Linked DNA regions of Mus musculus: regions 1, 2 and 4 are each linked to region 3. The links are chromatin contacts, called in public Hi-C and HiChIP or PLAC-seq maps. All regions are on one chromosome and are shown on one strand. Each heading gives the region's core, a stretch centred on a gene start, on an enhancer-like site or on the middle of the called end of the contact. The rest is flanking DNA. Distances are from core to core; before and after follow the strand shown.

What was found. Hi-C and Micro-C count contacts between places; a contact is called where the count stands out from the background. HiChIP or PLAC-seq counts read pairs in DNA pulled down with a chosen protein or histone mark.
Region 1: an H3K27ac HiChIP or PLAC-seq map of the HPC-7 cell line shows a contact between it and region 3, with 6 times the contacts expected there. The contact joins the enhancer-like site here to the promoter of 4930488B22Rik in region 3. A contact is called at or near these places in 1 of 15 datasets of contacts at CTCF or cohesin (stem cell-derived epiblast-like cells), 22 of 484 Hi-C or Micro-C datasets (bone marrow-derived macrophages, embryonic stem cells, myeloid progenitors and 2 more), 15 of 115 datasets of contacts at active chromatin or transcription factors (the HPC-7 cell line, bone marrow-derived macrophages, craniofacial prominence and 8 more) and 1 of 9 other capture datasets (embryonic stem cells).
Region 2: a contact with region 3 is called in a Hi-C map of bone marrow-derived macrophages, with 29 read pairs. The contact joins the enhancer-like site here to the promoter of 4930488B22Rik in region 3. A contact is called at or near these places in 12 of 39 promoter capture datasets (the 3T3-L1 cell line, 3T3-L1-derived adipocytes, the C10 cell line and 7 more), 7 of 484 Hi-C or Micro-C datasets (the 63-12 cell line, the C10 cell line, Th1 cells and 4 more), 4 of 115 datasets of contacts at active chromatin or transcription factors (the HPC-7 cell line, bone marrow-derived macrophages, fetal liver and 1 more) and 2 of 9 other capture datasets (bone marrow-derived macrophages and embryonic stem cells).
Region 4: a contact with region 3 is called in a Hi-C map of bone marrow-derived macrophages, with 28 read pairs. The contact joins the enhancer-like site here to the promoter of 4930488B22Rik in region 3. A contact is called at or near these places in 4 of 39 promoter capture datasets (embryonic stem cells, hippocampal neurons, liver and 1 more), 7 of 484 Hi-C or Micro-C datasets (the HPC-5 cell line, bone marrow-derived dendritic cells, bone marrow-derived macrophages and 3 more) and 8 of 115 datasets of contacts at active chromatin or transcription factors (the HPC-7 cell line, the NIH/3T3 cell line, acute myeloid leukemia and 5 more).

The regions. Positions count from the first base shown.
Region 1 is chr1:184,479,646-184,486,882 of GRCm38.p6, forward strand. No RefSeq gene overlaps it. Among named protein-coding and RNA genes, the nearest start is that of Gm34229, 51 kb to the left of the region's middle. Within about 2 kb of position 2,641, at least 10 of the 459 cell types and tissues checked have an H3K27ac peak or open chromatin away from gene starts, as enhancers often do. A contact at or near this core is called in the HPC-7 cell line, where this site is marked.
Region 2 is chr1:184,572,128-184,579,020 of GRCm38.p6, forward strand. No RefSeq gene overlaps it. Among named protein-coding and RNA genes, the nearest start is that of Gm23349, 4.6 kb to the right of the region's middle. Within about 2 kb of position 1,389, at least 20 of the 459 cell types and tissues checked have an H3K27ac peak or open chromatin away from gene starts, as enhancers often do. A contact at or near this core is called in the HPC-7 cell line, Th1 cells and bone marrow-derived macrophages, where this site is marked.
Region 3 is chr1:184,709,288-184,716,286 of GRCm38.p6, forward strand. It overlaps 4930488B22Rik (RIKEN cDNA 4930488B22 gene), which reads left to right and starts at 3,210. Exons shown (of 3, transcript NR_040627.1): 1 at 3,210-4,007; 2 at 4,119-4,231.
Region 4 is chr1:184,531,109-184,537,890 of GRCm38.p6, forward strand. 1700112H15Rik (RIKEN cDNA 1700112H15 gene) reads right to left here. Exons shown (of 6, transcript NR_040472.1): 3 at 596-706. Among named protein-coding and RNA genes, the nearest start is that of 1700112H15Rik, 23 kb to the right of the region's middle. Within about 2 kb of position 5,448, at least 58 of the 459 cell types and tissues checked have an H3K27ac peak or open chromatin away from gene starts, as enhancers often do. A contact at or near this core is called in the HPC-5 cell line, the HPC-7 cell line, acute myeloid leukemia and 3 more, where this site is marked.

The DNA.
Region 1 (7,237 bases), core at 1,391-3,890, 230 kb before region 3:
TCCTTTCCCTTAAAGTCCTAATATAATCACTTAAATGATACTAATGCTGACTCCAGAGCAGTGGCCTTTCACACGGGTCACCTAAGATCTTCTGAAACACAGATATTTACATTACAATTCATAACAGTAGCAACGTTACAGTTATGAAGTAACAATGGAAACCATTTGATGGTTGGGGTCACCACAGCATGAGGAACTGTGTTAAAGGGCCACAGCAGTAGGAAGGTTGAGACCCTCTGGTCTAGCGAGATGGCTCAGTGGTTAGAAGTGCTTGCTGCTTTTCCAGAGAACTGGGGTTCACTTCCTAGCCCACAGGTCAGGTGGCTCACAACTTCCTTGAGCTCCAGGGAATCAGACATCCTCCTCTGGGCTTCTCAGACACCCACAAACGTGTCAAACACATACATGCACGTTTTAAAATAAGTCTGAGAAAAGAAAACGGAGCCCTACCACTCACAGAGCAATTCATGAAGTGCTTTCTGCTAGCTTTGGTCTGAGTGAGACCAGATAAAGCTCAGGGTCGGTCCTCTCCAGGCCAGATTGAAAAAGCCACGACTATAGCACATTGTAGCATGTATCAGTGCTTTCTGCAGTTCACGGACTTCACACTGGCTCATTGAGAAAAGGAACAGCATCCGCCTGTTCTACAACATGATACCCAGGAGGGACAGTGTTGTACCTAGGAGTTCCACTTTAGGCTATTAAGTAGCCAAATGAAGACATGATAAGAAGAGCAAACTTCACACACACACACACACACACACACACACACACACACACACACTTCCAGCTGTTTACTTAGGCATGACTAGGCACATGTGAGAATATTGGGGCTTCAGCACATCTAATCATGTGTTTTCTCCTCACTCATAAGAAACCAGCACACCCCACTATTCTGATGAAGTCTCTGAGGTTTGACAGACAAGCCCTACATGGCCATTATGTAGTGGTTATTCTCTGTATCAACAGTTAGCATTCCCTGCTGTGGGCCAGAACCTGCTTGGTCTTTCTCATCAATTCCTCACATGTGAGTGGCTTGCCAAATGCAGAAGACAGCCCACGATATTTGGGGAAGTAGAATCATGTACTAAGCCTTACATTTCTTAATGTAATTAGCCAAAGTTTGAGAAATTTCTCAGAGTGACTGAAGCATTGGGCCAAATCGCAAACCACAGAGATATTTGCAGCTTAAATGTTCTTTAAGTAACTGCGCTGTTACCACAGCTCCTCGGAGGGTTCCCCTTTTCTGCCAATTGCACATTGATACCTCTTCCTAAATGACTGGCCCCATCAGAACACTATGGGCCTTTATAAGAATATCTCATGCTTTGAATAATTTATTCATTGTGTTGGGAGGGGAAGACCCCATCTTGGAACTCACCACGAGTCCAAGAGTGATCAGCCTTGAGCGTTGAGTGTTGAGCGTCGAGCAGGCTGTGCCTCACAGGTTCAGTACAATGCCTCACAGAAAGTTAACTGAGGAGGAATTCACAGATGAGCTGCAGCTGCCCCTACATCCTCAACATGATCTAATGAGTGTCTCCGGGGCTGAGTCATTTCAGGTTCAGCCAAAGCCGTCAAATGTTAGTGTCAACAAAAATGTTGCTCACAATTGCTCCATTAGCTTTTGGGGTCGATGTCAACTGTCCTAGTGAACTTTAAGAAAGTCACTGTATGTTAGGATAATGGTGCCCAATAGCTCAGCTGTCACCCTACATTGTCATCTTGATAGTCCGTGGTTCCCCAGAAAGATTAAAGGAGGTCAGAGTACCCAGCAGTCCCTTCTACATAACATGAGGCAGCAGCAAGGCTTCTAAAGGATGGAGGCGCACTGACATAGGAAGAGAAGTTGGTCTATTCCTAGCAGTCATACCATAGTAGTGTACACGAAGTAAAGACTCTCTGCTTAAGCTTTTTACAGTAGGCATTTCCCTCCTGCCTGCTAATTTTTAACCTTAGCAAACAAATAGAAATGAATCTTGGATAAGTAAACAAAAAGGGAAAAAAAGGTAATTTAAATGTTTGTTGGTCTGGAGAGATGGCTCAACAGTTAAAGGCACGCGCTGCTCTTGCAAAGAATCAGGGTTAAATTCCTAGCACCAAAAATTGGGCAGCTGGCAGCCACCTGCAATTACAACTTCAGGGGACCCCACATCCTCTTCTTGCCTCTGCGAGGACCTACACACATGTGCATGTGCACACACAGACACGCATGTACACATAAATAAAAAATAAGACTCAAAAAAATTTAAACATGTCTCCCACCAGCGACCTCTATACAACAGGAGACCCAAACAACCTTCTGCTCTGTCACAGCCTTGATCTGGGTTCTACAACGCGCTAGTTAAAATTCTCATGGTCACCCAATGACAGTCAGTCCCTAGGAGTTCTGGAATGGCTGTAAATCCACCATTTCCTGCAATTCATCAAAACCTGGTCTTTAAATGGTTTTGACTTTCTTCAGAACCGTCACCATATATCACAGCCGTGGCAGTCCCCTGCGTCCCTCTTCCCATGTATGGCTGGGTCGCCTTTCAGAGAGAAAAAGTATTTTCACCACAGGAAAACGCAGGATGGAGTGACCTCAGATGAGACATGAGTCATGATCCGAAGTGCAGATAAATCGAATGAGCTTATCTCTGGGCAGAGCTAGAGTCAGAAACAAAACAGCACAGTGCCTGATGGGATGCAAAGAGGAGGAGAGAGCCGACAAGGAGCCAGCTGATTGACAGCAACATGGCGCTGAAAGGAAACAAGGGGTGGGATTCTTGCTTCAAATTGCGAGTGACTCCTCTCTGGTTTCAGCTTCAGCACCACGGCTTCTCAGTTCAAACATTGAGTCTTAGTAGTCAGTAGGTCACTATAAGACCTGTCCAAAGGCCCCATCATTTCTTCCTCTAAGGCAAGAGGAGGAAAGAGATGTATACTCTATACATCCTTTTAAAAAATGCTAGAAGTTGAGATTTCTTCTAGGTCATTCCTGGGAGTCATTGGTTGGCTATTTAATGTCCTCAACCATAATGTTATTACCTTCAATTACCTAAACCAGTGTTTGAGCTTCAGAATGTAAGTATAATTGGAGGCACAATAATATATGCTAATATTATTTTCTGCTCACAAAACCTCTGAAGACTATCAGACTTCCAAGAGAAATGGCTCTCCCTGCGAGCTCTATGAGCTACCTCTGCGGCCTCTGTTTTAGTCTCTGGTTGCCTGTGTGTTCAAAGTCCCCCCCGATGTCCCACGTCTCTGGTTCTAGCCTCATTTCTTGTACAAGTTGTGCTTTCTCTTTCACCAGTTTACTGCAGAATTCAAAATTCCAGTGGCAAGAAGGAGGCCTTTAGGCTTTTTTAATTTACAGGGGTGCCAGGGTGGTTTAGTGTGTAAAGACGCCAAATCTGATGACCTCAGTTCCATCTCCAGAACCCCACATGGTGGGAAGAAAAACTCACTCGTGACAGTTGTCCTCTGACCTCCACATGCACGCCGGGCAAACATGCACACACACACACACACACACACACACACACATGCTCGCACATACGCATGCCTGTGCGCACACACATCACATACACAATATATAGAGGTTTTAAAACCCAGAAAAACATTCATTTCCTTTTGTAGAGCACAATTCTTTCCTACTTGGGCACTCCTTGTTTGTGAGTACAGTGAATGGCGTGTCTCACCTGCTAGGTCTGCCCCTCCATGATGTCCCTCTGAAGAAAAGCAAATCACTGGCCACATACAAAACTTGGCTCCTGTAGTTTACTGGCTAGTAAATTAGAAAGCCAACGCTTGGGTTTGTTTAGTACTGCGCTAGAAAGGAGAATTTGCACTTGATTAAACCCAGTCTAAGAAAAGGACTGCTGCCTAATGTGTCCTCTGTGGGGTCCGAGAGGCCAGCTGGAGGAGCTCGTCCACAGCAAAGGCTGTCTCAGAAGTCACCCTCGGGACACAAACACACTCAAGTGGGATCTGGATGGCCGTTCTTTTAATAAGGCAAATCATCAACAGAGAGAGGTTTTATAACTCATTATAAAACGGTATTAATAGTAAGAGCTTTAACTGAATGTCACAATGTGCCACATGGACAATGGAAGTAACCACCCTCTGGTTCCACTTGCTCCTGGAACTGGGAATGGGCCTGGGAATCCCAAGGCTACATATTGAATGGGGGAAAAAATCCAACAATTTTTTCCCTCCTTCCCTCCCTCCTTCCTTCCCTCCTCTGATCCCTCCCTCCTCCCCTCCCTCCCTCCTTTGTTTCCCTTCCTCCTCCCTCCCTTCCCTTCTCCTATTCCTCCCTCTTTTCCTCCCTCCCTCCCTCCTCCCATCTCTCTCCTTCCTTTCCCTTCTACCCTCCTCCCTTTCTTCTTCCCTCTTCTTTTCTTTTCTTTTGTTCTTCCTTCCCGTTTCTCCATTCTGTACCCTTTCCTCACTCTCTTGCTCCTTCCTTCCTCTCTCCATCTCTTCCTTCTCTTTTCTTTTAAATGAAAGGAACACAGCTGTGCGAATTTTTTGATACAATTAACAAAACTGTATCAGGTAACCATCCCACCCATTTCCATGTTCTAAAAAAGGTCCCTGTATTTTCCATCCCTCCTATAGTGCCTAGTTTTCCTACTGGTATAAATGAGATTCCTGTTTTGCCTGAAACTGGGTGAGGTCGTATTTGCAAAGATGAACGGTGTATGTAGAGACTTTAATTTCTAAAAGTTCTCTTCACAGGACTTTCTGAGCCTTGGGGTGGGGATGTGTATAGGTAAGTCTTGTTCCCATGGCTGCCCTGAAGTTCCCTCATTTGGGTCACAAGAATAAAAAGAACTCCACCATCTTTACCAACATAGGTCTCCCCAGCTCCGTTTGGGGAAGAGCCCAGAAATTGAAACAGGCAGTCTGGGGTTCTGTTCTCAGCCCCAGCGGGGGCTTACTCTGCTATTTTAGTCAGTTCTCTTCTTACCTGTAGATCGATCCCGGCACACCAACCCCTTTACTCCCTTCCCATTCTCTAGAGCTAATTTTTGTACATCACAGAGCAACCCTATCTTCAGGACAGCCTACAAACACCCTGTTCTCCCCAACGGCGTATCAAGTGCTTGGAGACAGGGATGGAAGACTTTTACTCTCTGTTCACACAGAAAATGGACAGACAGAATCGCTGCTGTCTAGTGGTCAGAGCCCTCATCCGTTTTTTGTTTTGTTTTGTTTTGTTTTGTTTTTTTCACGAATGTCCTCTGGACTCTCTCGACTCTGTTATTATTAACTCCATAACCCTCTGCTGGCTACTTTCCCTTGACTCTTGACCACACACCAGAGCTCTGCTTCAGAGCTGATTTCCCCAAGCTATCTTCCTCAATTTCTCTAGCTAGGGGGAGGGAAGTGAGAAGCCCTTCCCCTTCTGCGATCTCCATTCATTGAGCTACCTTCCCTGTGCCGTTTAACTCTCCCTGTAGTGTTTTATGTCAAGCACAGATGCTTTGGACTTCTTAGGAGGAAAGCTGGGAACCCGGAGATCTCACTCCCGGACTCTCTCTGGTGCCCTACCTAGACACCAATGAAATGTGTGGTAGTCCTGGCAATTAGTGGCACCATTCAAGGCTGCCATATTTCATATTCCAGCAAGCTCACCTTCCACATCTTCCATGAGCTGCATTCACTTAGGACCCTGTATCCAGATGTGACTTGGGTCCTCAAAGGTAAATTCTAAGAGGCACTCTGCTGTAAGACTTGGTCTGACTTGATGCCAGTGGAAAAAGTAATGAAGTTTTCTCCTTCCTACGTTCCTTAGTTCCTTCATTCCTTCCTTTCCCTCCATCCCTCCCTCCCTCTCTCCCTCCTTCCTTCCCTCATTCCTTCCTCACTTCCTTCCCATTCTTCCTTCCTTCCTTATTTCCTTCCTTCTTCATTTCCTTTCCTTCCTTTCCTCATTCCTTCCTTCCTTCCTCATTTCCTTTCCTAGCTTTCTTCCTTCTTTCCCCCATTTCTTCCCTCCTTCCTTCCTTTCTTCCTTCTTTCCTTCCATTCTTCTCCTCTCTCTTCTGTTTCTTGGCTTCCTTTTTCACTCTTCTGTCTTCCTCTTTTCATCCTCTTCCCTCTCTCCCTTCCTCCTTCCCTCTATCCCTTTTTCTTCCTTTTGCACAGAAGGAGCATCACATAGTTCTGTTGTTTCTTGGAGGCTGGTTCTAGTAACGCAGAAGTAAAATCCTTCAAGTTGTCAAGGATTTGGCTCTATGTAATTTCACCAAATAGAGTAAGGATTCCCTGATCCGAGGAGCTCATCTTCACCGTGAAATCTGCTACATTGCTGCAAAGGCAAAATACAAGCCTGGGGGCCGAGCAACTGGGAAGGCACAGACTCTGGGGCCGAGCAGCACAAATGCGCAGTCTCTGCATTTTCAATTATTTTGGCCAAAATGAATCACTTGCTTTCTCTTCTTTTCTTTCTTTCTTTTTTTCTTTTGGAAACGGTTTTACCTCCCATTCCCTTGCTGGACACATAATTTTGATTTATAAACCTAACAGTCCCGAGTAACGGGACGTTTTAAACAAATCGGATGCGTCCAGCCTGATTGTTTTTCTCCTTTCCCCTACAGTGTTTCTAGAAAACACTCTAACCTGCCTTCTGGAAAATGCAAATTGAAGTTGCTGGTAGCAAATCTCAGGGGTGGAGGTGCTGACTCCCAAAGGCCCCCAGTTCCTGATCATTTGAGGCGTCCCCTTGTAAATTCTACTAGAACTTGCTTCAACAGCGCTATGTTTTAAACTGGGATAATTCCATCTTCTGATATTATGTCTGTAAGTCTCACTTTGCATAGGGTGTTTATAACCTGGCGACTGCCTGCTTATTTTATTGACTAAGAATGAATAAATCAGTTTTCCATTTCTCCCCATCTTCCAGCACTGACGTTTTGATTCGGCAGCTATTTGGGAGTTATTGATAGAACAACATGATTCTACAAGCATCTCTTGAATTGAAAATTATGTACTAAACAGAAAACAGAATCTGTATCTCTCTTTCCTAGATTCTTGACCTGAATTCTTGAATTCTTGATTCTTCGTGTTGGAACAGAAAGATGTCTATAATTAGGTGAGCGGTTTGTGTCAGCAGCCTCAAAACATCACATCCATTCTTCTCCCTACCATGCCCAGATGCTGCAATTGATATTAACTGTAAATAGAATTTGCTGACTGTTTATTGTAGTCACGCACAGTAATTCAACTAATGTTCACAGATTAT
Region 2 (6,893 bases), core at 139-2,638, 140 kb before region 3:
TCTGTATTTTAAAACCACCTATACACATGCAATACCTTTGCAATGTCAATGATATATTATACTTCCATATATTATACTAATATTACACTTCCATAACTCTTTTGCAGATGCACGTGGCTATCACATGTGCTATAGACATTGCTATCTCAGTTTTCTTTCAAAGTGCCCGAAGTTGGAGAGATGGCTTAGTCAGTGAAGAACCCGCTGTATAGCCATGAGGATCCAAGTTCAGATCCCTAGCATCCACATAGAATCTGGATGTAATGCTAAGTACCCACAGCCCCAGAGCTGATGACCAAGATAGGAGATACTGGGTGCTCAATGGTCAACCAGTTTTGCCAAAGTTGTGAGTTCCACATTCAATAAGAGATCTTAAATATTAATAGAAAAAGCAAGAAAGGAAAATATCTGACCTTTAGCTTACACACATACACACAGAGAGAGGGGGAGGGCAATGGTGCAGGTATATGCCCACACATACATGCAATGCACACACACACACACACACACACACACACACACACACATCTTGAGTTTATTTCATAATTGTCCAATTTTCCTTTAAGAAGGAAAAAAAATGTTGCCTCCTGCTCTCAACCCTTGTTATGTCCATCACTCTACAACTTGGCCCCAAACCAGTTCTTTCTATAACTTCATCCTAACTCTTCTGTGGCAGAGACCTGCACTTAATGGACACGTCCCTGATCCCCTCTCCTGGCTGACTTTATCTGTGCCAGCGCAGGCAGAATGATGGGAAACCAAGGACGACCTAGAAGGCTTTGCCGAGTGAGGGGAATGAACAACACACTCATCGGAATCAGGATCTCTTATGATCTAAACATTTTTATTAGAGGAGGGCTCCTGATGAGAGCAGAGCATCTTCCCAAGAGCCCCAAACAGTTCACCATTTTGCTCAAGTGATTGTAGCAATCAAGGAAGCTCATTGGAATCTCGGCTACCCAAGCAAACATGGGCCATCTAGGTTCACCAAAGCAATGTTCCATGGATCCATCATCTTCTGACAATGACCTTCTTACACGTTGTCACCAACCCCACCCAACCCCTGTCTGTGTGCATCAACTTTCTGTATAGACAAGCTCTGTGGGCACTTCCTGCCTAAAAGACAAGTACTGACACTTGTTCTTCAAGCAGAGAGTTGTGGTGCTGAAGATGGGACTCGGGATTCTACGAGTACTTCGCAGATGCTCTAAGATGGAGCCGCATGCATCCCCAGCCCTCTCAAGGTTGGGAAAGAGACAGGACAACGATGTAGCACCTTCCATATGTCACTGGGTAGGTGGGTGGTTTGCTCATAACTCTTCTCCTCTCAGCAACTCACTGAAGCTAACCAGAAACCAAGTAACAGCAGGAAGCCACAGATAACTGCCAGCTGACTTTCGTCTCAGACTTCCACTTTAAATTGGCAAAACTTATGTTTGTGTTTGACAGCCCAGTGGTGGCTCAGCAATTCGAGACACAGAATCTCTTTCATTTCCACATTGCCTGGTTTCCCAGAAACCACGCTCAGATCTCTGAGCCACAACAAAGAGATGCACACTTAGCAAATCAACCCCCTTTGCTTCTTCCACGGGAGCATATGCATTTTCAATTTGGCATTTCCAAAATGTCTGCACCTAAGGAAACAGAGACACTTTTTAAAAGGCTGTTTGCTTTCAGCTGAAAATAGTTACCTCTTAAAAATATCTTTGTTCATGGACACGAGAAGTGAGCAAGAAAACCACAGCCTTCATCTCATAAGAGCTGCAACACTCACCATCTGAGATTAACAAGATGTACAACAAAGAACCATGCCAAGAAACTTGAATTGAGTGGGTCTGAGACCCTGGCACGCAGGCACCCACCTGAGAGGGTAAGTGTCTCCCTGATCCCTGCCAGATTCCTGGCCCAGAACACGTGGCCACACTACCCATGTCGCTCAAGTAGCCCAGAACAGAATTCTACATGCTAACAAGGCATCTAGATGCCCTGGAGGTTTAACCAATAAGCTTCCCTTCCCAGACATTCCTTCCTGCAAAAGGTATTTAATCTCTGGTCCACCCTGAGAAGGTGGTATGCACCCCTTTTCCACAATGAACAAGCAATAAACTGTTTGGAACCAAGGACTGTCTCTTCCATCAAGGACCACTGTGGGGAACATGGAAAATACCTTTGCCTACAGAGCCACAGCCTACAGAAGGCCCCTTTGTGCTCCCAGACAACCACTGCTAAGCTAAGGACAATAGCAAATGAGCTAACTCAGCATTCCCCATTCCCCTGGCCCTGGGCTCATCATCATCCTCAGCCCTCAGGACTCCAACTCCATTCCCAGCTCCCTGAGACCCAATGGCGTCAAGATGTCCAGGAGTTTGGGAGCCCTAGGCCCTGGCCTCGGCGCTAACCCATGGACCTCCGGCCCTCTGTTCCTGACTCCACTGTGCAGTTTTCCAGAGGTGACTGGATTCCCGGGAGTCAGGGAACCCAGCTTCGGTGTCCCTCCCTGAGCAGTGTATCAGCGCTTCGATTGAGCCCAGCACCTGACAGCACGCAGGCTAGCCCACAGCAGGGCAAAATGCAGACCCACAACATGACTTACAGGAAATACTACATGCTCAGCAAACGTTAGTGGAGATGGGGTAAGAAAGGAAGGGAAGAGGGCAGAGGGAAAGGGAGGAATGCTTACATACATAGAAAATTCCACACTAATAAGTAAGAAACTATTGGCTGTTGACAGATAAGTAACTGAGACATTGACCTAACAAATTAGAAAAGCAGGGCCTTGCTCTGTGTGTTTCTCTAAAGTCATCTGTAAGCTTACTATGGAAATATATTCCTTCCATTAAACAGAGTTTAAGAGACTTGGGGAGATGGCTAAGTGCATGAAGCCCTTGCAGTGGATATATAAATCTTGTCAGCTCAAATAGTAGACATGATCCCATTTTACATATCAAATGCTAGTATTAAAAAATGGCGAATAGCCGTTATTTTAAGCACCCCCTCCATACAGTGTTTTGTTTTGTTTTGTTTTGTTTTGTTTTGTTAAGATTTATTTATTTTCATGTGTATTGATGTTCTGCCTGCATGGCTGTGTGAGGGCATAGTTCCTCTGGAACTGAGGTTACACACAGTTGTGAGTTGTCTTGTGGATGCTGGTAATCAAACTTGGGTCTTCTGGAAGAGAGGCCAGTGCTCTTAATTACTGAGTCATCTCTCCAGCCCCTGGGTGGTTGTTTCTGAGTGTGGTAATATGAGTGCTCTTGTTTAAGGGTCTAGGGGGGCATTTGTTTGTTTGCTTATTCTAATTTTTTTAATGTTCCAATTCTGATAGACATGAGTAAATGTTTTATTGAAGGGAGGTAGATAGCCACAGACATATATGCATATTTAAGCTATTTTGTAATGGTACTTTGTATGGAGTGATGTGTCAAAGACTTCTTCCTCTGGGTTCCCACAGAAATATCATGTTCTTCAGGTGCCATTCTCAGCAGGCCTTGATGCTAAGAAAAAGATAACCCTGGTGGCCCCGAGGTTCTCACACAATTTAAATGAGAGTTTTGTCTCCTACTAAGTAATTGAAACCCCAGAGAATCAAACTTCAGAAATAACCTAGTCATGGGAAAGTTCGAACGTTGTAATACTGTGCATTCACATCAAGATTTTAGTCATAGGAGCTGGAGCGATGGTCTGTTGGTTATGAGCACTGACTGCTCTTCCAGAGGACCCGAGTTCAGTTCTCAGCACTCATATCTGACAGCTCACAGCCACCTCTAATTCCAACTCCAAGAGATCTAACACTCTCAACTCCAAGAGATCTAACACTCTCTTCTGGCCTCCACAGACACCTGGATACGTGTGGCACACACACACACACACACACACACACACACAAATAAAAGTAAATATTAATCTTCAAGATAAAAAAACATACTCTAGTTTAAGTGTAAAACTTAATGTATTACTTAAGAGCTCAGAAACAGAGTCAGGAAGCCACAGATTGAAGCTGCATCGCCCCGCTGCCTTCTGTGGGTATGTGGCATATCATCTCTGTCAACCTCAAGTTTCACATATATATGATACCTGCGCCGAAGTGACTAAGGAGAACTCAGTCATATAAAAGAATCCTCGGCCCAGATGCTTTCACTGAATGCTAGAGTGGTGTGTCTGTCAGGTAACACTATCCCAGTTCCATAATGACGTCATTAAACTTAGCAATGTTAAGTGGAATTTACTGAAAGTCATATGGACGTAAGAAGAAAGAAGCTGAAAACATCTGTGAGTCTACCCTAACTGGGTAGAAATTCATGGGTAATATAACATCAGATATAGCTTCCTAATCCATACCAAATCAAAGGTGAGATTTTAGGATTCCACCTGAGCAGTTTGAAAGTAACTAAGAGTGAAGCAGGCATCTCTGGACCCCAGAAACTCAAATGACAGTGTGGCACAGACCGCTCATCCCACTGGCAATATCTTGAGTAGATGCAGACGGAAGGAGATTGATCATCTTGGTAAAGACGCTAAGAAAACCACAGGAGATTTCAGCCCCTTCCTTCTAGAGTGTTTGGGACTCACACCTGTCCTTGTCACTTACTGGCACTCAATGAGTCACTTCCACTGATTAGTTCCCGTAACTGTAACTGCACCTCAGAAGCTCAGGAAATTCTTGAAACTATTCTCTAGGGCTGGCTCCGCCTCGCAGTACATGCCCTGCAACCTCGTCAAGAGACTTTATGGGGGGGGGGGTAGCTGTTCACAGAAAGCTTTGTTTGTTTTTCAGATTTATAAAACAGCCTTTCTTGGCAAAGTCTTTTTAACAACTTCTTTCTCGCAAAAGGTGACATAGAGCTTCTCCCAAAATAAATCTGACTCTTTTAGATGCTTAGACCCGAAAGTTCTGAGCCACCCTAACCACCTAGTGTCACTGGAGATACTGCACAAGGAAATGAGGCTACATCTTACTGAGTTTTTTCTTTTCATTTAAGCTTTGCAAGTTTCATATATGTGTATAGCAGAACCATGATCATAGCCACCCCTTACTCTAATCTGCAACTCCATCTGAGTTCCCTCAACACGTCTCCCTCCCAATTTCTGTCCTTTCACCTTTTAAATAGAATTCCCTGAATCCCATTAGTGTTGGCAGCATGTATATGGATGCGGGGCCATGCACTCAGATGTGGGAAGGTGACTCTCCCTCTTCTGTCAATCAACAATTGCCAATAGTGCCTCAATTAAAGTATTTGGGAAGCTATAATGGAGTTATAAGGGAGTGGGTCCCCATCCATCCATGCTGGTATGTTGACTAACTTGTATAGGTCTGGTGCCAGTGACCACAGCTGCTGTGAGTTGATGTGTGTGGCAGCTATGTTTGGTCCAGAGGACAGGCTTTCACGGCACTCCTCCTCATCCTCCTGCTCTGACATCCTTTCCACTCCATCTTCCAGGATGTTCTCTGAACCTTGGGGCAGGGGAGAGTGATAGAAATGTCTCATACAGGGTAGAACACTCAACAGTCACGTATTCTCAGCGCTTTGACCAGTTATGAGTCAATGTACTAACCACTCTACACTAAAATATAGAAGCTTCTCAAATCCAAGTCGTCAGCAGCACTGAGATACAGGTGTCAACATAAATATTTAGAAGGCAGTTTGACACAGCCATTTAACAAAACATCTACAGTAAGGTCTGTAACTTTTATTTTTTTAAGAACCTTATTTTTAATGATGGTTCTTAAATGCTTTAACCTCCCTTTTCCCACCAGAGGTAGTGGGAAAGAAAGGATACAGGGGAAGTGGATGTGTTTAGAGATGATTCTTCAGAGCAAATTCTACCTGTGTTGTCAAGAAATCAGTAGGTCAGTTCACAGGAGCCAGCTGAAGGAGCCAGCAAGAATGACAGGAGATGTTCTCAGCTGTGCCTCTCTCAGCTAAGCAAAGATCAGCAAAGACAGGAGACCAACAAGCACTGCAAAGCTAGCTCTATAAGCAAGCCAAGCTCAACCATTGTTACTGTCCCTCAAGTCCTATTTATACACTCCGAACATCATGTGTCCTCCACAGGTCTTATCTCAGCACATGTGTCTGTCTCAGCTGACATCACTCGACCAATCAGCCTGAATCCATGGAAGTGGCAAGAAACTGCAGCACACCACCAAAAGTTTTTGGAATATTTCTCTCTATGAAGTTCTGACAAATGGAGCTCAACTACACAATGTAAGGTGAACCAATACATGTGTGTTGCTAGCAAAGAATCTTTCAGCACGTGTCCTTTCATGTGCTTGCTTTAGCAGAACATTCTTTCACCTGTGTCTGCTTCAGTGAACTGTTTCTTCATGAGTCTGCCTTAGCCTTTCACCTGTGTCCACTTCAGGAAAACATTCCTTCATGTGCTTGCCCCAGCAAAACACCATTCAACACAACTGACTTTCCAAAGCACCCTTAAAGTTTCCAATTCAAGGGCTCCTCTGGTCCTATGGCCTCTGTAGTCATCAGTTCTTAGGTTTATAGCATCAGGCATGAATTCCCTCCTATAGAGCAGGCCTCAAATCTAATCAAAAGAGTGGTTGATAACCCCCATAACCTTCATGCCAACATTGCACCAGTGGGCACATCTTGCATGGCAGGTTGGTATTGTAGTACCCAAAGTCCAGCAGCTGTTAAGACTGTTACTATTTCTTGTCCCCTAGATGGCCAAGTAGTATCTTCCTGCACTGTACTATCATTGGAGAGAAAGGGTTTTTTTAAACTTATTCTTTGAAATTTAAGATGCCTAAATCAAATCCAACCACCTTCTACATCTTCACCACAATCAAGAATGAGTTTCTATAGCACCTGGGGTACCTTTCTTTCACAGGCCTGCCAAGAGAGGTAGACATGCTAGTCTTTGTCATCTCAACAGCA
Region 3 (6,999 bases), core at 1,960-4,459:
CAAGGTATGGAAATTCCAGTGCAAGTCTCAAGAACAGCATGGGGCTGGGGAGGCTGAACTGGGAGGAGGTGTACGAACTGGGACTGGAACCTTCTCATGGAGACAAGGACTGGTGCTGATCTCGGAATGCGGGTTGCGGCATTGCTTAAAGTCGGCCCACTCTACTCCCTTCAAGTCAGCCAGGAAGCTCTTCTCCACTCTAGGCTGGGCCAGTGAAGACAATAAAGAGAAATCCAAAGTGTGGACTGCAAAGGTGTTGACAGCAATCATCCGATCTCCTTTTAACTAGAACCAAAGCCTAAGGAATGCACGGAAACCCTGTGTGCGTGTAACACAGGCCCTGCCCCTGAGAAGCGCTGCTCATCTCAAGGGCTGCAGTCATGCCCAGGGCCTAGCAGTAACTGGTACTGATGGCCACACCCACTCCCTACCTTTTCTACTTGTTGGTGCCCAGAAGAATGACTTCCATGAGCCCCATGCTCATCCGCAGTTCTCAAGGTTCTCCAGCCAGAAACCAGAACAAGAGATGAGGATATTTCTCCCCCTTCCATCTGCATCATGACAGTTTCTGTGCCCTCTGCTCCCAATGGTGGGCTACTGCAATCCAATACTTTGAATGGGAAGCTGAGTAACAGTTTCCAAAGATAAGCAGTGTGTTGACCTTGCTTGCTCTCTGATGCTGTGATAAACATTGACCAAAAACGCCTTGGGGAGGAAAGAGTTTGCTTTTGAAGAGTTAGTCTTCAAGGAAGGCCAGATCAGAAACTCAAGCAGGAACCTAGAGGCGGGAACTGAAGCAGAGACCATGGAAGAATGCTGCTCACTAGTCTTCCCTCTGGCCTGTTCAGCTGTCTTCTTTGAATAAATCAAGCCTATCTGCACAGGGACGCCACTGCCCACCATGAGCTGGGCCCTCCCACACCAGTTAGGAATCAAGAAAATGTTCCTGCTTGCCCACAGGCCGATCTGATGGAGGCAATTTCTCAGCTGAGACTCCCTCTTCTAAAGTATCTCTAGTGTGTATCAAGTTGACAGAACTAATTAGCACATCCCTATTCCCAGTATTACCAATATTGTGAGGGTTACCTTATTTGGAAAAGGAGGATGCAGGTGTAATCAATTTAAAGACCCTGTGATGGCAGCTGACACTGGAGTCTGTGTGTTGGTGCTGAATGAAACCACACATCATTTATAAAAGGCAAAGGACTGGGGAGACAAATGAATAATAGTCTTTCTGTGCAAGCTTGAAGACCCAAGTATGGATCTCAGAGTTCCTGTTAAAGCCAAGTGTGCTGGCACATACCTTTATCCCAGCACTGGGGAAGCAGAAGCAGGAGGATTCTTAAGGCTTATTGACCAACCAACCTGTCCTAATTGGTGGACCCCCCCCCCAGCCAATGAGAGACCTTGTCTCAAATGCAAGAGGGCTAGAAATATGACTTGGGGGGGGGGACTTGTTATGCAAACATGAGTGTCCCAAGTATGCACATTAAAAAAATAAAAATAGAAATAAAAACAGATGTGGTTGTATCCATGGCACTGTGAAGCACGGAGACAGGAGGATCCCTGCAACTTACTGGCTGCTGGTATAGCTCTGGGTTCAGTTGAGACAGCCTGTCTCAAAAGAATAATGCAGAGATAGATAGGACGGCACACCCAAAGTTTTTCTCTAACATCTACAAGCAAACACATGTGCACACACACACACATACAAACAATGCACACATATACCACATGCATACCATATAAGATGAATACGTCTAAAGCAACACCCAAGGCTCACCTCTGACCTTCATACACACATGTATACATGTATATACATATATACACACACATCACACACACACACACACACACACACACACACACATGAGGAGGCCCAAAGGAAATTTGATGCAGAACAGAAGTCTATGTCATCAGAGAAACCAGGACTGAGGTGACAAGGACATAAACCACGGAGTGCCAGCAGCAACCTGAAGCTATAATAAAGCACATTTCTCCCCTTGTGACTTCCAGAAGGATCTACCCCTGTCAACACCATGTCTTCACCCTGAAAAACTCATTTCAGATGTCTGGCATCCAGAATGGTGAGACAATAAAGTGAGGAAGTTTTAAGTCACTAGGTTGATGCTAAATTGGGGTAGTAGCCTAAGAAACAAGCTGATACTCCCTCCCCAGCCTGCTGTGACTTGTGGAAACATCTCTGGGTGGCTTTCACACTTCCAGAAACAGTCCATCGAAAAGTGTCTTCAGAATGACCCGTAGAATCCGTCCCTTTACATCCTGCCAGAATTCCTTCTATTATAGTCTACTTTGTTTGCAAAAATAATAATAATTTGTGATATAATACTTAAATAGTACAATAAAATTTGTTCAAGGAGAAGACAAAAATGGGAGAGTGAGCCCGGAGGTGTGAGCCAGAAATCCCAGCCTTTGGGGATGCAGAGACAAAAACATTTGGAGTTCAAGGTCAACCCTGGCAACAAAGTGAGTTCCAGGCCAGCCTGAGCAGAGTGAGCCTCTGTACCACAAAAACAGAGAGGGGGGTGGGGGGAGGAGAAGAAGGGAGGAAGGAAGCAAACAGGGGAAGATGGGACTGGAGAGGTAGCTCTCTGGTTTAAAAGCAAGCAAGGTTCCTGCTGTGGTCCTAAGCTCAGTTCTCAGCACCCATATCAGCCAGCTCACAACCAGCTGTAACTCCAGTTCCAGGTGACTGGGTGCCCTCTTCTGGCCTCAGTGGGACCGACACAAGGGCACAAAGACACGCGATTGAAAATAAAACAGAGATGGAAGCCTGAAAGGAGGAAAAGGATGGAGAGACGGAAGAAGGGAGGGGATGACAAAGAATGCACAGTTGAAATTGATATCAGCACCCTAAATCCATACCTTACCTCTGGAGTGTTATAATAAATTATTTAAATCCCAGCCGAGGTTTCTACCCCACCTTTGGTTATTGAGTTCCTGGATGAAAAACACACTCACAGCCTTCATAGTTACAAGCCTTAAGCAGCACAATAGCTGAACGGATGGATACCTCACCTCCAAGCTGTTAGAATCCACTTCACTATTGATAACCCTGAGTTATTACTTACTATTTACCATGTTCCATCTGGGCTGCTCTTAACTCTGATTGGGTAGTTCTCATGACCCTTGACCCTTAACCCATTGTGACTTTCCTTCCTCCTCTCCAGTGAGCGCTCCTCTCCCACAAGCCTGGGAATCCTAAACCCTACCTATGTCTCTTCTGCACAGCTATTGACATCTTTATTCACCAATCAGAATTAACTTGGGGACAGGGTCACATGAGCTGTGTGCAGACTCCAGGTCTTGGGGGCCCACACTTAGCATTACAATAGACAGTAAAAGGCGAAACCTCAACACTGGACATTTACAGAGCCATTTACCCAGCCGGTGGGATTATTGTGTTCTCTAACAGCCACAGCAAAGGATGTCAGTGTGTCAGTCGCTTTCCTGTTGTGATAACACACAATGACCAGAAAGTGGGAAGCTAAGAAAAATCACTTCTGTCACTGCAAACAGAGCAGAGAGAGGACTGAGGCCATGATCACTCAATGCCCACCCTCAGTGGCGTGCTTCCTCCTGCATGGCTGCACCACCTAAAGGTTCCATGACTTCCCAAACAGCACATGGAACCACACATTCAAGTACCTGAGCCTGTGAGGACATTTCTCACTCGTCACCACCACTACTACACTATTTCCTAAACTGGTCTGATCATAACAACCCCTTGGATACTCATTAACCATCCACATATCCAGTCCCTACCTCACTGAAGATCTATAAAAGCAAATCTAGTAGAGAGGTAGTTAAATCTGGATTCTAACAAATCCCCAAGAGGGACGTGACCCGCAAGAGGGTCAGAGTTCATCGTGTAAAACGAAGGCATCCTGTCAAGACTGAAATGATGTCATCAACTGTGTGCCTGTCCAGGTGAGATCCACAGCTGTCAACACTCCCCAGTTCGAAGATGGCTTCTTGGTAAACTGGTAAGAAGGGAAATAAAAGAACATACTCGTGCCCTAATTGAAGATAGGTACAGTAATAGATTCCTGAATTTCATCTTCTGTTTCCCTTTTCCTCTTTCCAAATTCACTCAGGGTTTTTTGAGGGAATCTCCGTGGACAGGAAAGGGCAAAGGATCAAGGTCAGCTGATGCAGACAAAAGGAGGGGCCTATGGATTCCATCATTGTCATCCAACATCTTCCTAGGGTAAGAGACCATGTGGATTTTAGCTGGTGTAGTACACACAAGAACAGAGGCTTGGTAGCAGGATGAGTCAGACTTAGTGTAGGGAGATACCGAGAGAAGCATGGATGAAGATCCTCTCAGACAGATCCCTGAGTGCAGCTCCCTTCCCCACCGTCAGCCTTCAGTCCTGGGAGTTAATAACTTTCCTTTAAGGCCTATACCATCTCAAGTTGCACCTAAAGGCAGTACTGCCATTGTATTAATCTTAGATTTTTATTCAATTTTTAATTATGTGTTTGGGGTGGGGGAGAGATATGGGCACAGGTGCATGATGCCCATAGAAACCAAAAGAGGGAGCAAAATCCCTTTGAGTAGGAGTTACAGGCAGCTGTGGACCACACAGGACCCACCTCACTAGCCACGAAGGAAGCCACCGGTCATCTCCAATGCAAGGGTATGTGCAGCGCATGCAGCAGGGAAGGAAGGGGTGAGGCCTGATGACATCGTCGCCTCTCTGGCTGTCCTTTCCCAACTACTCCAGCTGCCCTGAGAGAATGACTTTAATACTTAACTAGGATGGTTAGCTCTTAAGAAGAGATTTCTGGTCCAAAGCCTGGGGTTTGATTCCCATCAATATAAAAATATTAATTATGGGAAAGGTTTTGCCTTGCTTTTCATTCCTTGACAACTTTATTCGAGTGGATTCTGAATTTAGGGTATTTTTCACCTCTATTACCCTCCCCCCTCCCTCTATCCTTCTCCTACTCTCCCTCTTTTCCTTCCTCTCCACCCACTTTCTCTCAAGCCCTTCTTCTTCCCAAAAGCTCCCTCTATTTTGATGTGTCCCCCTCCCCGCCCCATGGTGACATGGATAAGAATGAGTAGTTCATATCCAGTGGGGGAACACACCAGTGGCTACATTACTGAAGGAAACTACCTCCCCTTCTCCTGCAGCCATTAGCCACCCGCAGTCCCCCTGTTAGAGGTGGGGTCTCGGGAGCCTCTTGTGGCAAGATTTTTAATAGTAGAGAATTCCAGCTTCACCAAATAAAAATGTCCTGAATATTGTTATATAGTAACGTGACTCCCTCACCAGTACTAAACTTACTTACAGCTTACTGTTACTTACAGCTTACTGTTGCCCTTTACATATGCAGAAACAGCTATCATGGATACAGGAGTGGTTGCTGTTTAAACAGAGGCATGGTTACTGTTTAACTCTATGTAATGCGTTCTTCACAGTCACCTGGAAGGGGCAGGGTTATTACTACTATTCCTACTTCAGCATTTTTCAGAGTACTTTTTTTTAATTGTGTGTATGTCCGTGTATGAGTGCAATGCCCCTGGGGAGTCCAGAAGAGAATGGTGGATCTCTGGAGCTGGAGTTACAGGTCATTGGGAACTGTCTAACATGGGGAACTAACCTGAGTCCTCAGGAAGAGGAGTGCTCTTAACCAGGAGCTATTTCTCCTGCCTCTGTTGTGCTTGTTTTTAGAGGAGCACTGAAGCTTAGCTATCCCCAACTGACAGCAAAGGGAAAAATCAGTTCTCTCCAATGGCATCTCACTGGTATACAAACCACATTCAAGGGCACGCACCATACCCAGCAATAGATGGCTAATCCAAAACACGAACCCAGTGGTATTTGGGGAGATTTTTTTTTTCTCATAATGCTTTGTCTCGCCTTTAAAAAAAAATCTTACTTGTCTTTTGAAGACAGACAGACAGACAGACAGATGATAATAAAAAGATATATTTTTTCTCAGATTGGATGGGATTGAGATTTATGCTTGTCTGGGCATGTGTCCTGATATGTTTGTGCCTCTCATTCTTTTTCTTCAGTTTTGGTTTTTTGTGGGTTTTTTTTCTTCATTGTATCTTACTCTGGTTTATTTAGATTTTTTCCCCTCTGTTTGTTTTCTAAAAGGGGTGGGGGTTGAGAGAGAAGAGCAAAGAGTTGGATTAGTGGGGAGGTGGGAGGATCTGAGAGGAGAAACTGTAAAAAGAATATATTGTATGAAAAAGACTTATTTTCAATTTTAATTTGTTAAAAACAAAACAACAGCAACAAGTGAACCGAAGCTTAGAGTTCAAAGTTACAAAAGCTGTCCAGGATTACAAAGACAGCACATCCCACACAGCCTCCTGTGTGCTGAGGGGAGGCATCCAAGCGAGCCTCAGACTTCCTGACAGACTTTCTTTATAACTTACAGGATGATTTTCTTATCTGAGGCAGAGTCTCTGGAAGCCCAGGCTAGCCTCGGCTAACCATGTAGCCCAGCCCAGATCTCAAATTCCTGAACCTATTGCCTCTGCCTCCAAGATTACACCCAGTGTTTGTCTGTGGGACTATATCTACTTTTATACATTAGCCTAGAGCAGTAAAACCCTGAGATAGCAAGTCAGCGCCTCTCCCATCTGATAGCGTGGGCTATGGAGCAATTCAAATATGGCCGCTGCAGTCGACAAAATCTATTTTTCATTTCATGATTAAGTAAATGTGAACAGTCCTACAAACAGAGGCTGAGCATGGAAAGATTTTTGAAAAGCATTTTTTACCGAAATACAATAATAATAAAAAAAAACCTGGAATGTTTGCAAAACGTTATAAACGCACACATTATGATGTCACCACTACAAACTATCCCCTGAGAGAGTTGTGGGGTAGGCAATAACCTTTTATTGTGAAAATAGTTTTGACCTAAGGGATCCTCTGAAAGGACCCTTCAGGGGCCCGGGACCACACTGGGAGTCTTAGGGGGCCTGGCCAGGCTTATCTCCTAAAGGCT
Region 4 (6,782 bases), core at 4,198-6,697, 180 kb before region 3:
TCCCAACCCTGGGGATGCTCTTGCTGCCAGTACTCTAGAGGAAAACTGATCTCTTGCCTGACTGAAGATGGCTTTAATGTCACTCCTGCAACCAGAGCTGACATTTTTAGAGAACTCTCTGGTAAGATCCAGTTCATTCACACAAGGATATGAGTTTCTACTATCCAGAAATAAATTAAAACTGAAGTCAAATGTGTTGATTACTCCCTTCCTCCTCCTTTCCTGTGTGTGTGTGTGTGTGTGTGTGTGTGTGTGTGTGTGTGTGTGTGTGTGAGAGAGAGAGAGAGAGAGAGAGAGAGAGAGAGAGAGAGAGAGAGAATGTTTGTGTACTTGTGCAGAAGGGACAGCAGGAGATGTCAAGGGTCTTTCTCTATCACCTCCCACCTTCCCACCTTATCCCCTTGAGACAGATCTGTCTCACTGAACATAGGACTAACATAGGACTAAGCCAGTGAGTCAATGTATTCTCCTTGTCTGCATCCCCGTCCTTGGTGTTGGAGTTACAGGAGCAAATGGGACCACACTCAGCTTCTAATGTGGATCCAGGGAACTTGAACTCAGGCCCCACTGTTGTGCAGCAAGCACTCTTACTGACCCAGGTGTCTCCACAGCACACCAGCTTGCTTGGGTACTGTCGGAACTCCATGTTATGTTGTGCCTGGCTTCCTCATTCCTCTTGGTCCTCCCATTGAAAGCTTCAACCGCTCTAAGGAAAACAGCAGCCAGCTTAACTCATCTTCTCATCTTGCATAATCTCTGTCATTTAATGTCCCATGGAACAGTATCAAGCACAGAACAAACTGTGGAAGATGCTTACAGAGGCCACAAAATCCATGTTATAACTCACGCCATTCCTGGCCTACAAACTCACTTGCTTGGAAGGAAACAGCTTTTTAGAACACAGAAAACTGGCTCTTTACTCTTCAAATTTATTTTGTTTTTTATTGACTTAAACTTGGAAGCCAGAAGAGGAGGAGGAGGAGGAGGGAGGAGGAAGAGGAGAAGAAGAAGAAGAAGAAGAAGAAGAAGAAGAAGAAGAAGAAGAAGAAGAAGAAGAAGAAGAAGAAGAAAAAGGAGGAGGATGGAGAGGAGGAGGAGAGGAAGAGGAGGAGGGGAGGCTGAGAAGCAGAGGCAGAACGTTTGGTGATGAGCATCTAAGCTGCACAGACTTTAGAGACCGTCTGGAGTGCCAGGATCAATGGAGGAATATGGCCGAAAGAAGAAAAATGAAAACACATTTAAAAACGAAAATATGTCTTGCAAGCAATCTCCTTACTGAGCCGAGGCCACAGCTTTATGACTTTCTCAGTAAGGACAGAAGTGTATTTTTTAATTCTCATTCCTTTGGGGCATTAGAGCCAAACCATAAAGCAGCAGGCTGTCAATCAGTCATAAAAAGCTTAACAGATGATGACACAGCTGACAGGAATATGATCTATAACCGCGTTTTTAAACCCTAAACTAATTCTTAATTCTCCAAACTCCCTATAACAAAAGGAGCCTTCTGGAAGTCAGGGAAGAGTTAACATCCCAGAAAGGCAAGGGACTACTCTGTGTTGGTTTCCAGATCCCAAACCCATCCAGGCTGAATATAACACAAAAAATCTGTGTCTGCGAAGCTCTTGTCCACCAGTTAATCAAAGCCCTGGAAACTCAAGGAAACCTGTGTTTATGGAAATCTGGCGTTTCTGTAAAGTTTTCAATGAGGGCTAAATAGAGCAGTTCATCTCATTTTGAAACTAATGGTTCCTGCCAAGTGGTTTTCCAATGCTCGGTTCTGGCTCGGTCAGCATTTAGGAATTCATTTATGAGTTGGGCTCTGGAATTCATATTTATGTCTGCAACTCACTCGTTTTCTCCTGATAGGTCTCTGAGAAGAGATTGTAATCAATTTACCAAGCCCAGACTTCAGGAAATTTTCGTATCCACAAAAGAAGCTCTGGTTTGGAGGTTTGTCCAGTGTCTGCACCCAGCCTTCCTCCCGTACGCATGCGCTTATTTGTGCCTTTTTCCCCAGCACATACTTCTCTCTATACAGCTTTACTGGGCACACTGGCATTAGCTTCCCTTGGTTCACTGGCCAGTGGTTTATAAAATGGCAGAGTATATATGTCTGGTTTGTCACCTTGGAAGGCTTCATGTTGTCTCTGGGAGGAAGTAGCAATTATTCATACATTTTGTATTTAAAGATTTACCTTCTCAATATTGTTTCAGGAAATTAGAATTTAGAGGTGTGTGTGTCTGTGTCTGTGTGTGTGTCTGTGTGTGTCTGTGTATATGTGTCTGTGTGTGTTATGTGTCTGTGTATGTCTGTGTGTGCCTGTGTGTCCTTGTGTGTGCCTGTATGTGTGTCTGTATGTGTGTGTCTGTGTGTGGTGTGTGTAGTGTGCCCATACCTATTTTCTTTTCAGTGTTATAATCCCACACTTTAGTATTTTGAAAACCAAACAGAAAGCTTTGAGCAGCTTTTCAATGTAACCATAAATTTACTTTTAAAAAAAAATCCCTTTGAAGAAGTCATCAAATAAATTAGCCAAGTTGGAAAAGCGCCTGTAGTTTGTGTTGGCTTTGGGTCTTAGGGAGCCCCCTTAATAAACAACATCCAGTGGACTCAGGCAGTAACAATGTAATTTCAATGATTAATCAAGTGTTAAAACTAGTTTAACCTCTCCTGTTTTACAAACTCTCCATCACCCTGACTAAACTAATAGAGGAATAAGACACCCATCTGGAAATCTCATCTGAAATATTAGATTGGGAATCTAAAATTCAGCCAAATAGTGTGGCTTGTAGGGATATCCTGTCGGATAATAAATTGCATTAATCTTACTTAAATTTTCCATCTAAATCATGTCCTGAAGCCGTATTACTATGAGGGAAAAAAAATGCCTTGCTTTAATGCATTGTGCTACTGAAAACGATATTAAAAGGAGGGGGGAGGGGAGAGCTTTCCTTTCTTGTTTTGACTCTGCTTGATTTTCCACCATAAAAAAGAAAAAAAAAAATAGCCCACATGAAATTTCAGGATTCTTCTAAACCAGCGGAGGCCCCCTTGAGCCACCATCAGCTCTGCCCGGACACCAACAGGAAATAATGGTAATCTCTTTCAGGAACTTTGAGGAACTTTTCCCCTAATTTATATGTTTCTTCCCTGTTGGTGAACTCTGAGTCATAGTGGCTCATAGCAATTTGGTCTTTGTTGTTGTTTCCTTTGTGTGTGTGAGTGTGTGTGTGCCCATGTGTCTGTGTGTTGTGGGAGTTGTGCTTTCTCACCTTCTCTTGACTTTCACACTTCCAGAACTGTAGCATACATCTTCCTAAAGATGTTCACTATGAATTTATTATTCCTTCTACTTTTAATAGAGAACAGTCATCTATGCCAACACATTTCGAGCACTTTCTTATAGCTACCAGAAGAAAAGGATCTCGCTGTGGCTTTCTCAGAGCTCTGAGGAAGAACTCGGCTGGCCCTGAAGCCCCTTGCGGTTCTGACCCACTGTCTGCCACTTACTGCCTGCTGTCAGTATGAAGAGCATTAGAAGGTGTTAGAATAATGTTGACTCAATGTGAAACCACAAGTCCTAGGAAATATTGACTCACCTCTGTTGCTTGGAAGGTGTCTGCTCTGTTAGAATTTACAGAGAGAGAAGGGTCCTGGGGCAAAGTCTACTACCATCATCCCCATGCCCTTGGAAATAGCTAAGAAGAGAGGGGTGTCACTCATCAGAAGATGAGTGTCCCATGGCCTCTTATGTCCATCCCTAGATTGATCCTCACAGCACCGTCTCTATGGTCACCTGTGGAGGAAGAAGTAGGAGTTACATAGTTTAACCCCTTGTCAGTGAGTACTGGTAAGGGGTAGTGTGACGACAAGAGCTGAGGTCTCCAGTCTACTGACAGCTCAAATGGCCAGTACGAGTATTAAGTAGATCTACTTCTAGGCTTCTGTAGATGTTCTAGGGGCCCCTTGAGTCCAGACTATCATACCCCCAAATGAGCTGTGAGCACTGTAAACTCAGCCACCAAAGCCACCGGGCTTGTGATTATTCTCTCCCTCCATCTCACAGTTCCTCCCTGTATTCAGAGCTCCTGAATCCTCAGAGGTTTACATGAGAAGCACATCTGGTATCCACCCCTCCTCTCGATTCTATTATGGTATCCTATCAAGTCCTCGGGGCCTCTCCTATGAAAAGACTCTTAACAGTTAGCAGCCATCGCCTTCACCTGACCCTTCCTCCTACTGGACGATCACTCTACAATCACAGTGTGTTGATTCCTCTGTTCCCACCTCCTCCAAAGCCCCCATCACCCACAGAAGCAATCCCTGCTGCAAACTTCCCAAACTTCCTTGCTGTATATGCAGACTTCCCTAAGGACTGAGTCTTATGGCTCCTTTTAGAGTCTACATGGCCTGCCACCCTGCACAAGGCTAGGTTGAACCCTGAGTTCTAGACTTCACCTGAAGTCCAGCATGTCTTCAAACATGTTGAAATGACCACTCTGCTTATCTCGGACTGGCCCAAGCATCTTCAATGCAGACCAGTTTCTACCCACCTTTGTCTACCAACATGTAACCAGTGTCCACTGACTCAGCCACTGATTCTGCTTCACACTTTCAGGTCTGATGTAAAACTCTTGGGTGAAGCTGAGACATTGCCAATCCCCCGTGAGGGGATTTTAGCTGGACTGCTTATTCTATGGTTTCATTTCCCTTGCCTTCCCACAACATGTTGTTCCTTCCTCCTTAACTTCTTATGTGAGCCTCACCAACTAAAGCGCACTGTTCAATCTTCTGAATACCCACTAATTCTTCCCTTTGCTAGTCTAGTGCTAATCTCCCACAATGCTTTTCACCTTAGCTCCGCCCCACCCCCAGTCCAGCCATTCCAGCCATTGCACAGCTCAACAATATTCTGCTTACTACATCTTTCAGGGTTTCTGACATTTGTTGGGTTGAATTAGACACTCACATACTTTAATGTCTGACTATATACTCTGTGAAGCAGGGACCGCCCCTTACCCCAGACACTCCTTGAAGTACAAGCTGACTCCATGAGTGGTTAAGGTAGGCTTTGGAAAATATTCTGTTGAATTCAGTCACTGGAAATGCCTTGGTCTGAAGGACAAAGCAGTGTCAGATATGAATGGTTTAAAACAGAAATATCATAGACCACCAACATGACAGAAGCCTTGCGCTCAGCTATCACATAGCCCTGCCAGCAGAGGCTTACTCAACGACCCACCGTCCATTACTTCTTTTCAACAAGCCACTCTCGTAACATTCTTTGAGGTTGTATGCCCCCACTGAAGTGAATAATGACATAGTTTATGGTAAAGGGTGAACTGAAAAACAGCAGTGTCATTATTGCTGTAAGTACCCACAAAAGTTGTCTATTATCACACACAGATGCAGCCGCAAACACACACTCATCACTAATAAACTCATTTATTTCCACATAAAGTTGCATAATGTTGCACAATCTAGTAGCAGGCTGAGAAATGTCAGCAGTTTAGACCAAGAAATTTGTCAACAAAACCAATACATTTCACCAGCTTCAGCAAACCGCAGTTTCAAAAATCATACCTTCCTCCCCTCTAAAAAAAAAAAAGGAAATTGTCACATGTCACCTTAAATAGAAAGCACGGTGCTCATGATGCCACAGACTAAGCAAACACCAAGTTGAGATAACAAGGAAAGGAAATTTAGAAGTTATAAGAACAGGAACAGCTATGTTGTCTGAGTACTTAGAATGTCATTTTATCTAATACAAAGGGGGAGAAAATCCATGAAAAATTAAAGTGGGGAGGCTTTGGGAGGTGGATCAATGGACAGAGTACTTGGTTGCACAAGCACAGGGACCAGCCAGCCATCTCTAACCCCACCACTAGGGAGGCAGAGACAGGCAAATCCCAGAGAGTCAAGGGCGCCCATCTATCGTAAACAGTACTCTGTCTCCTGTGACACGGAGCCCTGAGCCTTGAGTTAGAGACCATGTCTGAGGGACAGGGAGATTATAAGAGTCAGAAGTGATGGACGGTTTTAAGGAGACTGCATTGTGCAGACATAGGAAGGTGAGTGCACACGTGAGCTTATGGAGGGAGACTGAGACAGTGTACACAGGGCCTCCAAAAGCTCAGACCAGACAAAATCCTCACATGAAGGAGTGGACACAGGTGTAAAGTCCCACCCATTCACAAATGACTGCTGACAGGAGAGGGAAAGTCAGTTTGCTTCAGTGGAGTGACAGTGGTTGTATCAGGCACATCCCAGGTCAGGTCTCATACCCAGGAGGAGTTGGCCAGCATAAATAAGATGATTTTTAATGGCTCTTTTCTTTTATTACAGAAAAGGATCAAAAAGTTCTGGGAGGAGTTAGGATCTGATCTGGGGAGAATGAGAGGACAGGAAAAAAATAATAAAAATATATGAAATTTCCAAAGAATAGATTAAAAAATAAAATAAAGACACTCCTTTCTCAAGATGGAAAGCAATTGAAGAAGACATACAAAAATTGAACTCTGACCTACCCACACAGACATTTCCACATACTCATACAATACACACGGGCACACACACATTTACATGTATGTATGTACATATATATATATATGTATATATATATATATGTACATATGTATATATGTATATATATGTATATGCATATGTGTGTATATACACACATACAGAGAGAAATTCAAAAGGGTAAACTGAACTCACTTATTAAAATCTGCTTAAGAAAATCTTAAATTTCTTTAATGTCCTACTCCCACTTATTATGGCT